Linked DNA regions of Zea mays: regions 2 and 3 are each linked to region 1. A link is a contact called in public Hi-C data. All regions are on one chromosome and are shown on one strand. Each heading gives the region's core, a stretch centred on a gene start, on an enhancer-like site or on the middle of the called end of the contact. The rest is flanking DNA. Distances are from core to core; before and after follow the strand shown.

What was found. Hi-C and Micro-C count contacts between places; a contact is called where the count stands out from the background.
Region 2: a contact with region 1 is called in a Hi-C map of leaf, with 4 times the contacts expected there. The contact joins the enhancer-like site here to the promoter of LOC100277233 in region 1. A contact is called at or near these places in 1 of 25 Hi-C or Micro-C datasets (leaf) and 1 of 3 datasets of contacts at active chromatin or transcription factors (leaf).
Region 3: a contact with region 1 is called in a Hi-C map of leaf, with 2.9 times the contacts expected there. The contact joins the enhancer-like site here to the promoter of LOC100277233 in region 1. A contact is called at or near these places in 2 of 25 Hi-C or Micro-C datasets (both in leaf).

What each region holds. Positions count from the first base shown.
Region 1 is chr6:19,081,557-19,085,451 of Zm-B73-REFERENCE-NAM-5.0, reverse strand. It overlaps LOC100277233, which reads right to left and starts at 2,186. Exons shown (of 2, transcript NM_001150863.2): 1 at 1,820-2,186; 2 at 815-1,574. The coding sequence starts at 1,880. The coding sequence ends at 1,297. LOC103629056 (a long non-coding RNA gene) reads left to right here and starts at 2,701. Exons shown (of 3, transcript XR_002263081.3): 1 at 2,701-2,875; 2 at 3,079-3,271; 3 at 3,413-3,777.
Region 2 is chr6:18,841,610-18,845,504 of Zm-B73-REFERENCE-NAM-5.0, reverse strand. No RefSeq gene overlaps it. Among protein-coding and RNA genes, the nearest start is that of LOC103629050, 5.8 kb to the left of the region's middle. Within about 2 kb of position 2,019, at least 12 of the 20 cell types and tissues checked have an H3K27ac peak or open chromatin away from gene starts, as enhancers often do. A contact at or near this core is called in leaf, where this site is marked.
Region 3 is chr6:18,915,434-18,919,328 of Zm-B73-REFERENCE-NAM-5.0, reverse strand. No RefSeq gene overlaps it. Among protein-coding and RNA genes, the nearest start is that of LOC103629052, 49 kb to the right of the region's middle. Within about 2 kb of position 1,693, at least 15 of the 20 cell types and tissues checked have an H3K27ac peak or open chromatin away from gene starts, as enhancers often do. A contact at or near this core is called in leaf, where this site is marked.

The DNA of each region.
Region 1 (3,895 bases), core at 937-3,436:
TAAAAAATATATGGGTGGTGCAGGGGTTCAGAGGTTTTCTTAATCTGCGTGAGAAGATCTTCTCAAGTGAGAAATACCTGGAGCTGTCTAGCCACCGCGGATCAAGTTTTTTTTATTCAAGACCCACTATATAGTGCGCACAAGATATAGGGAAGTTGTTGGGTATGGTGGAAAGATATAGCCAGAGAGCGATGCTTATTCAAATTGTGCTCTCCAAATGATAATTTGGATAGTGAGTTTGAGAAATACTCTTGGAGATGTTATAGCAGTTATGTTCTGTTTCGGATGCTAAATAAGAGGGCTAAATATGGGCTATTTTTTTAGTTACTAAGAGCTAATATGGCTAACTGGTGGTTGGAACTGGCCCTTATTATACAGTTCATGTTTACTAGCCAACTATTATCAAAACATAGGCCAAGTTCTAGTCATATACATAAACACATATCTATATGCACACCCTTTCGAATTTGTTTTAGCTTTACCAACACATATGAGTGCATGATTTGCTGTTAACGTGGAAATATGTTATCCACGTCACGACGCTTTTTTTTTTTAACAAGAACGAGGCACGCAGGGTGAAGGGAAGTAAGCCCCCGCAGCATACCATCATTGGCCACACATACATGGGCTGCTTCCTGGGTTTATGGGCCATGATGAAATGGCGGTTTGGCGTACTTGCGCACTGGGCCATCCACGGCCTTGGACTTCATTCAAATCTATCTTACTCTCACCCTGGTCTTCCTCTCAGAAAGGGAAATGAAAAATAAAAAAAATGAAGTTTTACAAAAAATAAAAAAGAAAGAAAGAATATTAGAAGGAAGTGGAAAAGTATGCCTCAAGCTGGTGCAACAATAATTAAAATAACGCAAGGCAGTAGTCACACACACACAGCACAGAACCGCCACATGACATCCACTGTTTTTTTTTTGCAAACAAACAAAACATAATTATCGTCATCATCGTGACCATTCATTCAATCAATAGATGAAATGGTACAAGTAGTAGTAGTGCAGGAGAAGAATCGGAGGCTGATCGATAATAAGCCATGGAAATCAAAGAGCAAGCGCTGCATCGTCGTCTCCGGTGGCAAATCAACAGGACAAAACCACGGGCGTGGACGTCTTAGCTGGATGGATTGGGATTAGGATTAGGATTAGGATTAGGACCAAGAAAGCCTGCAGGCGCCACGTCACGCATCATTGCCAAATGCCAAACCACCCACCAATTATTGCTACTAATTTATTGTTTTTTCTTTCTTCTCGCTGCTGTCTTGTTCTTGTCCCGATGCAGCATGCTCTACCAGCTCCAGCGCTCGTTCTCGTTGCCGTCGGCGTCGGTGGCCGGCGGCAGCTGCGAGTAGAAGCCGTAGTCCAGGTCCTCCTGCTGCTGCCTCTTCCCGGCGTTGGTGCTCTTGCCGTGGTAGTGGTGCGCGAGCGCGGCTCCCCCGAGGACGGCGAGCGTGAGCGCCTGCGCGTGCATCCTGGCGTGGATGAGGCGCATGCCCGTCGCCCGCGCCGGCGCCCGCCGCCGGCTGTACGCCACCGACGCGCCCACCGCCGTCGCCCACACGGCTCCTGCACAAGCACAACAGCAACAGCATGTTTAATTTGTGAATCTAAGCTAGATTTGACAGCTGCTGCACGACCTGATCTGAACGTGCTCTGGTTATACCATATATTGAGGACGAGACGATGATGGGGAACGGGGATCGCAAAAGGCAAAAAAAAAAAAAAGATCCAAAGGGGAGGACATGGTGGAGATGCAATCGATGGGGTTCAGTGTCAGTAGTTAATTAACTGGACGATTTAGAGTCACTCACCGATGGTTGAGAGCTTGTGCTCCTCCACCCAGTACTGCAGCGACGAACTCATCCTTTCCATCTCTCTACCTCTTTGGATCTTCACTCGAAACGATCTGCTAGCTAGCTGTGTGTGTGGTGGATGCGTGCTTGATTTTCCAGCAGCCAGATGCCCTAGCTACTTATAACTGAGGAGCGACAGTGGACTGTGTGTGTTGAAGAGCATCAGCCTGCCATGGAAAGAGGGGAAAACAGGCGGAGACGACGACGAAACCAAAGGCAGCCGCAGCCGCAGCCGCAGCCGGGCCTTCTGTTTTCTGCCTCTCCTCAGTCCTCCGATCCCCCGGGTTTCCCTAGCTTCTTTCTTGTGGGCAGTAAGCAGGATGTGGGTTCGGTCGGTTATCCAGCCTGTTTTTTAATCCACCGGCTCCTGCTTTTTATAAAGTATTTTGTCCATATGGATTACAGTTCAGCCGCAGCGAACAGTTTTAATCGTGCCCAAGGTTTTTCTCAGTCAGTTCAGGCACGGGTGGGTCCACCTTATCTCCTCCTCCATTCCTAGTTACCAATAAAATACTCTTGTTTCCGGGCCGTGAGTGCTATGCTGGACCCGGTGTCAGTGGCACAGACGTAACAACGATGTCACCTACCGTCTTTTTTTTTTGATTTGGTCCTTTTTCCAAAAGTTTTTTATAAATACACCTTTTTTGTTTGATTTCAGAAAATAGATTCTCACCTCGACGCCGTTATCATTGGTGCCGAGGTTACACGCCTCGGCGTCAATTTGGCGCTGAGGTCTCAGATCTGTGCGATGAGGTGGCGCACACGTGACAGCGAGGTCGGCGCCATGGATCTGGACGCCAACCTCGGCGTCGAGACCAGTGGCGCCGACCTCGGCGCCGTCGATCTTGGCGTCGAGGTTCGCAATATAAACGGCGGCCATTCTTTCCTTGCAGACGCTGCTTTTTTATCTCATTCTTCACGGTTTTCTTCTTTCTCTCTACGACTACCATCCTCAAATATCACCAAATTGGACCTTTGAAACTTGTATTTGATCCAGTGGTCTTCTGTGGCAAGGTATCCTCTGACTCCTTTTTTTGTCATCGATTTGGTTTGTATGAAATATATGTCAAGGATTTCTAATTTTCTTATTATCGAATCTTAGGATGCCTATGCGTGGTAAATCTTCTAAACCAAGATAACCATTGTATATATTGTATTATCGAATTGTAGCGTTTAATGTTTATGCGGTTCTTAGAACGAAACAACTTGAATTTTAGGAAGGGTCCGTTGATCGAAAATGCCTTCGACCCGCTGCCTCTGCCTAGTGGTGTTCCAGTGCCTATGTGTTTTTGTGGTGATCCGTGCAAGGTAGTCAAGTCCGATGAAGAGGACACGTACATGCAGAGGTATTGGATGTGTGCTAACTATATTTATCAGCCAACGATTACTCAACGCCGCATTATCTTGATGGTGAGAATTTTATAGTCTAACATTTCTCTAGTTTCGTACGAATTGATGCATGATTTATTTGGCGCCTACCAGTTGCATGCTTTGTAGACTCCTCCACCGCTCTGTGATTTTGAGCAGTGGATTGACTCTAAGATCTCGCAGAAAGACAAGGAGTGAATGAAGAAGCTAAATAAGTGGGAGGAAGAGGACAAGGAGATGATGGAGAAGAAACAGAAGGAGCTTGCGGCGGAGAAATAGCGAACAGAAGAGGTGGAAAAGAGGCGTGTTGCTGCTTACAAGGAGGAGAAGCAGAAGAAGCTTGAGCGTGCACGCCGTGTGAAGCAGCAATGGAGGAGAACCCCAATGCTTTCAAGAAGGGAAAGTGGCCTCGTTGCACTCAGTAGTCTCGTAGTTTGGGTAGTTTTATATTGATTAAGTCTCGAACAATGTTATGTACTAATGCACTTTTTACTATCCTTTAATTAGTGCACTCGATATTATGGTTTTATGTATTGCATCTTTTAGTACTTTAGTTTACTTATGTGCATGTTTTAATTTTGTATTTGTTTGATGCAATGGGCAAATATTGGCACTTCAAACAATGGGAGGTCTCTTGTTTCGGCATAATACTGATAGAACGCTGAA
Region 2 (3,895 bases), core at 770-3,269, 240 kb after region 1:
AAGGCTTTGAAATTAAAAAAAAAACTATGGTTAGCTGATTTAACTCAGCTTGTATGATGTGTTCAGCAGTTTGATGCGAAATTATGTTGAACTAAATTATGATTCAGTAAATCTTCTTTATTGCACACTTGTGACTAGCTTATTCTACAATATAGGGAAATACTGAGGAGAGCAAGAACAAAGGAATTTGACATTAACATTTCTACAGTATTGCTCTTCTAGCAATGCTTCTTTAAAACTACTAAAATTTGTCACTTAGTCAGGAATAACTGTTCAATTCTAACTAGAAGATGCAATGCTGCCATTGATATTGCTCACTGGATTTGAATGATTCTCAAATACAAGAATTGTCTTTGTTTTCTTCTTATTTGCAATATACATGCTGTAGAGTTTATTGGATCCTTGCATCGCTGCCTCCATGGGAGCAAGGGGAGACCACCGGTGGAAGCACACCGATTAGTTATAGCCAGGTGATTGGCAGTTTGGCACACCCTTCCTGTTTATCTACTACTTAAAACTTGCTTCATATATTAAGTCTGAGTTACTGGATTTGATTAGGCAAAATATTTCTTAACAACCAGCTAGATAGGGACTGGAACTATTCCAGAATACATTCCAAACCATGACAGTCAGCCTGTAAAGATGTAGCACTCATTACTCACAGTTCAGCTAACAAAAAAAATGGAGAATTCTGACAAATTCTTGTGATTTGTATTTTCAACGGTATTTCTGTCTTTGAAGCAGTAAAAATACATTATTTAAAAAAATGCACAACAGGAGCATCATATAGCACATGATACTCAGATACATACAAGGATTTTTTTTAAAAAAAAAAATTTACCTTCCTAGATCCAACGAGGCGCCTGCGTTAGTATTGGAGCCGCACTTTTGGTTTCATTCTCAGAAGTCACAACATGACAAGGTTCTTTCTGTGATTGGAGTCTAGTTTGCAACTTTTGGAGTGGTCACTGAGTGGTGAACAAATGAGATTGAGGCGGTAACGATAGTGAGCAGGAGGAGAACCTTCAGCACGATGGCGAGGCAGGCGGCATGGAGTGGGGACACAGCTCTCATTGCTATGACCATCATCAGATAGAGTCCGAGAAGTACAGTGGAGAAGAAGATGAAGCCAGCCAGCTGCGGTGACCGGCCGTACCATGTAGGAGTCGTATCCCATGATCCCGGTTACCAGGCCACCACAAGTGGCAATGCCGTTTGATATGTCGAATAAATGGTTCAAGTAATGATTCTCTTGATCGCCGATGTCGCCTTGTGTATTGCCATCATTGGTGGTGAAGGTGGGCAGCACATACTTCTTTACTGAATGCTGAAACTTTGGTTGAAGGAGAGTGACAACAAGGATCAGGCACACCACGAGGAAGATGGCGAAGGCGTAGCATCCGTTGAATGGGACAGTCAGAAGGCACAATGCCACTTGTAGGAGGAGGCATGAGATGCAGACCAAGGCATTGCCCCAATCAGGCGGATTTATGTAGAGTACTCCATTGATGATGAAGAAGACAATAATATCAACCACAAACAGTATCTTGATGGTGATTGATGTTAGTGAAGAAAGATTCATGTATGCGGAAAACAACATGGCGCAAGCGAACAACAGGGCCTTCAGAGTGTAGTTGGGCCAACTTTTCTTTCGATGTTCGAGCTGAACCACTGCGGTACCATTGCCATACATCACCTGCATTTTTTTTTGGGAAAAAAACAATTTTATTAGTCTTAGATATGTTGAGACCAATCGACAACTATGTACGACTTTATTTAATCCATAATTTCATATTACTCCATCCGTCACGAAATAAATTAATTGTTAGAACCAACTTTAAGTCAAATTATTTTTAAGTTTTACCAAATTTATATTAAGTGGTTACAATATTTTATGTATAAAAAAACTATGAATTTTTTTCTATGTAAAAAAATCGCACAGGAGTCAGACGTCTGGATCTGGAGTGCACATGCTCTGGCCCGAAACGGATTTAGCAGCTTCAGCGATTGGCAGGCCCTCGTACATGATTTCCTTGACTTGAGCGATCTTGCTGGACCGCTCGTTGCTTTGCACCTTCTGTTGGACCTGGGCCCAAACCGAAAAATGGAAAGAAAACAGCTGGAATTATTTTTTTAATGTCAGCTGGAATTAATATATCCGGCTATATAAATGTCAGCTGGAATTATTGATTTTACAATACATCAAAATCAGTATGGACCGTCTATCTTTTTTTTTGTCTAATCCATAGTTTCATATTAGTTATTAGCACTTAATATCCTCAAGTATTGCCACTAGGGTATGGCGGCATGCCAAGGCAGACAGTCCTTTTAAACAAAATTTATTACTACTCCCTCTGTCTCAAAAATAAAGAAAGTCTCGTTTTCCAAGGAGTCAAACAATCCTAAATTGGAGTAGATTAAAAAAATAGTATCACCATTTTATCTTTATATTGCACCGGGGCTAATAGGTTTTTTTAGTTGTACCCATCTGGTAGGTTTTTAGTTGGAGTACCCATCTGGGAACCACACAATAGTTTAAGTACCTAGCTGGTAGGTTTTTTAGTTGGAATACTTATTTGGGAACCACACAATAGTTTAAGTACCTACGGTACAATTTACTCTAAGTTTATTATAAAGTTATATTTTATATTAATCTAATAATGTTTATTATACATCATGAGTATATATTCCATTAAACCCGACATTGTTTGGCTTGTTTTTTTTTGGAGCGGAGAGAGTTTTTGTCATATAAATAGTGAAAGGAAAATGGCCTTAACCATTTTCTATGAATGATTTTGGTGCTTGATGACCATCACAACCAAATGGACTAACTGGTTTGTCTAGTCTTTGATTCACAGATGCATAAGTCCACTCAACTCAGTTCTAAGTCAGAAATAGCTCAAAACCAACCTTAGAGGGGTAAATCTTGGAAAACATAAAGATCATCCAGTTTCACACCTTGGATAAGTTACACATACCCTAAGAACCTATTTGATACATCAAGACTGGTTGGAAAGCTCAATTTCGAAGAATCAACCTTTTGGAGCTAGTTTGAGCAAAATCAAAGTCACAAGTTGGAGAAAAGAAAGAGTTCAAGAATTGGGACTTAGACCAGTTGGACAGTCAGCAAATATGATTGTCTAAGTCCTAAGATCATCCTCAAAGAAGGCCAAATTAAATTGAAGAAGCCTAGAAGAAAAGATGGATTTTGGAGTCCTGACAGAGGGGCACCGGACTGTCCGGTGGGTGCCCAAAAACAGATCAGAAGAAAGCCCGAGAAGTCTCCTGCGCTGAGGAAAGCATCGGACTGTCCAGTGTTCACCGGACTGTCCGGTGGGAATTATAGCAACAGCCAACCGAACTTCTCACCTTCGGGAAAATCTTCAGCAGAGGGCACCGGACTGTCCGGTGTGCACCGGACAGTCTGACGAGAGCTGTAACGGACACCTGCAAGCGACCAGAACGGCTTCCTGCTGTCAGAACGGCTTCTGACAGCAGCACTGTGCACTGTCCGGTGTGCACCGGACATACACTGTAGAGTGTCCGGTGCACCACCCGACAGAAAGTTATGGCTTTCTCTCCAACGGCCATTTGAGTGGTTGGGGGCTATAAATACCCCCCAACCAGCTCATTCAATACACAAGACCTACTCCCACCTTCCATACTTCAAGTGCAACATCTCCAAGTATTCGCAATTCCCGCGCCGCATTTGATCATTTTGAGTTTGAGTGACTTAGCGGCTAGAGCATTTGAGTATTGCAAGGTCTTGTGATCATTTGAGCTTTGATTGTTCTCTCTTTCTCTCGCTCTTATTCTCTCAATTGTAAAGTGAGGCAAGAGGCTCCGGAACTTCGTGTGGAGGCCCTTGCGGGACTTGGTGTCCCCGAGATAGTGA
Region 3 (3,895 bases), core at 444-2,943, 170 kb after region 1:
CTGGACAACAATTTTTTATTTGCTGTTTGAGCTGACCATCTGTGGTATCGTTTCCATAGACAACCTGCGTTAGAAGATACAATAAATTTTAGGTTTAAATAAGCCGAGAGTAATAATCAAGTATGTGTGATTTGACGTTACATAAAAAACAGTATGGGCCGTGAATACCTTTTAATCCACAGTTTCAGTTTAATTGGGCCAATCTTGATTTGGGAAGTTTTGTTTGGGTGCTGCTGCTGAAAGAAATATGTTGGGCTAATGGCCCTGTTCGGCTGGCTGCAAGCCGACACTGTTGCAGCTGTTTGGACTGCTGCAGCTGCAATCCATAGAGAGAAAAATACTGTAGAAGCCGCAGAGCGAACAAGCTGAATAAAAATAAGGAGAGCATCAAAATTCAAAATTTGATTTAGGTGCTCGTTGCTCTTACCCAAAGGATTTGCGGCTTGAGCGATTTGCAGGCCCTCCTACATGACTCCATGATTTCACCCATCTTGCTTGGTCGGCCCTCTTGATCACTCCCGTCCTCAGCGCTGTTTTGCGCTTCCTCTTCCCCCTGGAAAGCTCTGCTTGTTGGTCATAATTTCAGAAATTACATTCAGTAAGAAAGAAGAACACGTACCTTCTCTGTCCGCCTTGCGGCGTCCATTGGCGGGAACTAATCAGTCAGGAGCTGAGAATTGTGGCCTGGCCCGGAGCGGAGCAGAGCCTCCGGGTCCGGGGTGGTGGATTTTATAAGGCGGAGCAGAGCCGCTGACCCACGGGAGGTTGCCAGGATCGGCCTCGTGCCACCGCTATTGGAGGGCCACGCGCGTTCTCTCCCGGCGGACCATGTTCCTGCTCGCGAGCCGCTGGAATGTCCTTTGGTGCGTGAGCTTTTGGAATGTCTAGCCTATACTGATGGATGGCCAATTGGACTTCTTTCTCTTCGAGAGTAATTCCAACGGCTTGCCTAAAATTAATAGTTAAATTTTAGTGTTTAGTCATTTTATAAAATAGAAAAAACCTTTCAGGGGTCCACAACAACCTTGCTATTTTATAAAGTTACGTAGTAAACACCCACGGTTAGCTATATAGGGCTAACGAAAATTAAGGGATAACAAACTTTCTATTTTACAAAATCAGATAGCAAATCTGTTGAAGTCTATTTTTTTTCTACATAAAATTGTAAAATAACATCCATAACAAGAATAGCCAACCTATTGGAGTTGCTCTTAGATATATATATTTGGATCGAGTATAGCTTTCTTACTATTAGCAAAGGTTGCAAAAAAACATTTATACTCACACTTCTAAATCAATTATATATATCTTCCGTCCCAAATTATAAAACATAAGCTTTACTATATAGCCGGACATAACATATATTTATATGCGTAGCAAAATAATATCTAGAAAAGTCAAGACGTTGTATAATTTGGAACGAATGGAATACTATTTTAATATATTTTATTGTTAATATAATAATATTTATTCATTATTAGAAATGTTAATATATATATATATATATATATATATATATATATATATATATATATATTCAATCAAATTTAAAATATCCGACTTCTGGAAAATTGAGATATACATCTTTTGTGTCGAACGGTTGGGGGAGACATGGAGACACGGCAGAGACAGATCGAAAGCACGGATTACGTACGAGTGACGAATGGAGCACTGCATAAAAGTAGGAGTAGAAAAGAAAGTCCACCGTGGGTGGGTGTGTGGAGCTTCGTTCGCTGCCAGCAGGGAAGAAGCTCTGTGTTACGTGCTGGACTTCTTCTCTCTCTGCTCTCCAGTCTCCATTCTCCACTCCTCGCTCCCTTTTTCCTTTTTCCAGCGGCCCAGGTGAAAGCTCTAATTTGGTTTTGGTTAATTGATGAAACCTATAGAACTAATCTTTGATCTAAGTGTGTCATTAGATATGGTGGTTCTTTCCAAGTTATAAAGCTAGATGGTGATGTTGATGATCAAGTGCTTCGCAATTGAAAAAGAAAAAGGAGAATAACAAAATGAGCTCAAGGCAAAGGCATACATTATAGGGCCATTTTGTTTAGTGATCAAGACATTTAGCGAGTGTGATCACGTTTAGGATAGACAGCCGTACTATTAAGAGGGGAATTCTCGTTGCAACGCGGTTGTCTAAGTGCTACTAGGTGAACTTCATCATGCACATGCATTAGAACCTAGTGAGCTAACCGTCTAACCCTTTTTGAAAATAATTGTGAAAATGCAAACTCACGTGCACAAGGTGGTGAATTACTTTAGAGTTGGCATATTTGCTAAAGGGGTGAAGGTAGAAGTGTGGAGAAAGATTCAGCGAATTTTTAGGGTGGTTGGTGTTGAAAAACACCAACCGGACCCTAGAGAGACGGACCAACCGGACCATGGTTCATGGGTCCGGTTGCATGCCGTAGTTGTCTAGGACAACCGGACCCTGAGTCTGGTTGCCAACCAGACCATTGAGTGTGAGTCCGGTTGGTGTACGTGTGCGCGGGAAAAATTCAAAGGAGCAACTGGACCCTGGTTGTTAGTCCGGTTGATTTTTAGTCCTCTGGAACCTCTCTGGACCCAGTCGGACTCTAGTCTTTGTTGGTCCGGCTGGTTACTGTGCTAAGTCCGGTTGATCGTCCGGTTGTTTGCACAGAGCGCGTGGAGTTGAAGGGGAGCAACGAGACCAGGGCTGATTAGTCTGGTTGCATCCGGACCCTGAGTCCGGTTGGTTTTCGCGCGCAGAGGTAACGGTCAAGCATACGTGGTGAGCTCAGAGAAGCTGACGGAGAGCAACCGGACCGAGGCTTGATGGTCCGGTTGGCAACCGACCTTGGTCCGGTTGCCCTGAAACAGAAAATGGCTAGTTACCCCTTGGAGGCTATTTAAGTCGTTTGGCCTGCTCTTGCTCCCTCTCTTGATCATTTTCATTGACATAACATTCTTGTGAGCTTGAGCAACACCCTACCACTCATCCTATTGCTTGATTGTGCATCTCAAGTGAGTTGGGAGTGATCCTTAGTGCATTTGCTTGAGTGATAGCATCTAGAGGCACTTAGTGATCGATTTGCTGCTAGTTTTCTTGTTACTCTTGGTGGTTGCCGCCACCTAGACGGCTTGGAGGCAGCAAGGTGGTGTTAAGCTCGATTGGTGATTTTTCGAGGCCACACCGGTGGTGATTGTGAGGGGTTCTTACGGTTATTCCCCGGCGGAGTGCCAAAATCGATTTTAGTGCATTAATCGTGACTTGTATACCCTTCTCTTGTGTTGGTGAATGGCACCCAGTGAGGGTTGGCGTCTGATGCCTAGCTCGTGATCCTCTAAGGAAGTCGGTTGTCACAACGAGGACGTAGCTTGATGGTGATCAAGTGAACCTCGATAAAAATCGAGTGTCCCTATTGTGTTCACCATCTTCGAGTGGTTGATTGGTCCTCCCGGTGCTATTGATTGATTGGATTCCATCTCCCGGTAATTGGACTTCATATCGGTAATTGGATTTATCTTCTCTTCACGTTGGTATAACTATCCATTCAATCCTCGCTTTACTCTTTAGTTGCTAGCTCCTTAGTTCGGTGAGCTAGTCATTTTGCATAGTTGCTAGCTCCATAGTTCGGAGAGCTATTCTCTAGCCGATTTGGTAGTTTGTGCTCTTGATAATAGAATTGTGTAGGCGGCTTAGCTAGAGTAGCCTAGAGCTAGAGCTTTGCATTGCGCCGTGTTATTTGCTAACCAAATTGCTCTAGTGAATTTGTAGAATTTTTAATTAGGCTATTCACCCTCCTCTAGCCTATTTGGACCTTTCAAGTGGTATCGGAGCCGAGGTCACCGTATTTGAGGCTTAACATCCTTGCGGTGTCATCATGGCTCAAATCAATGTGTTAGAGAAGCCACCCAAGTTTGAAGGCACAAG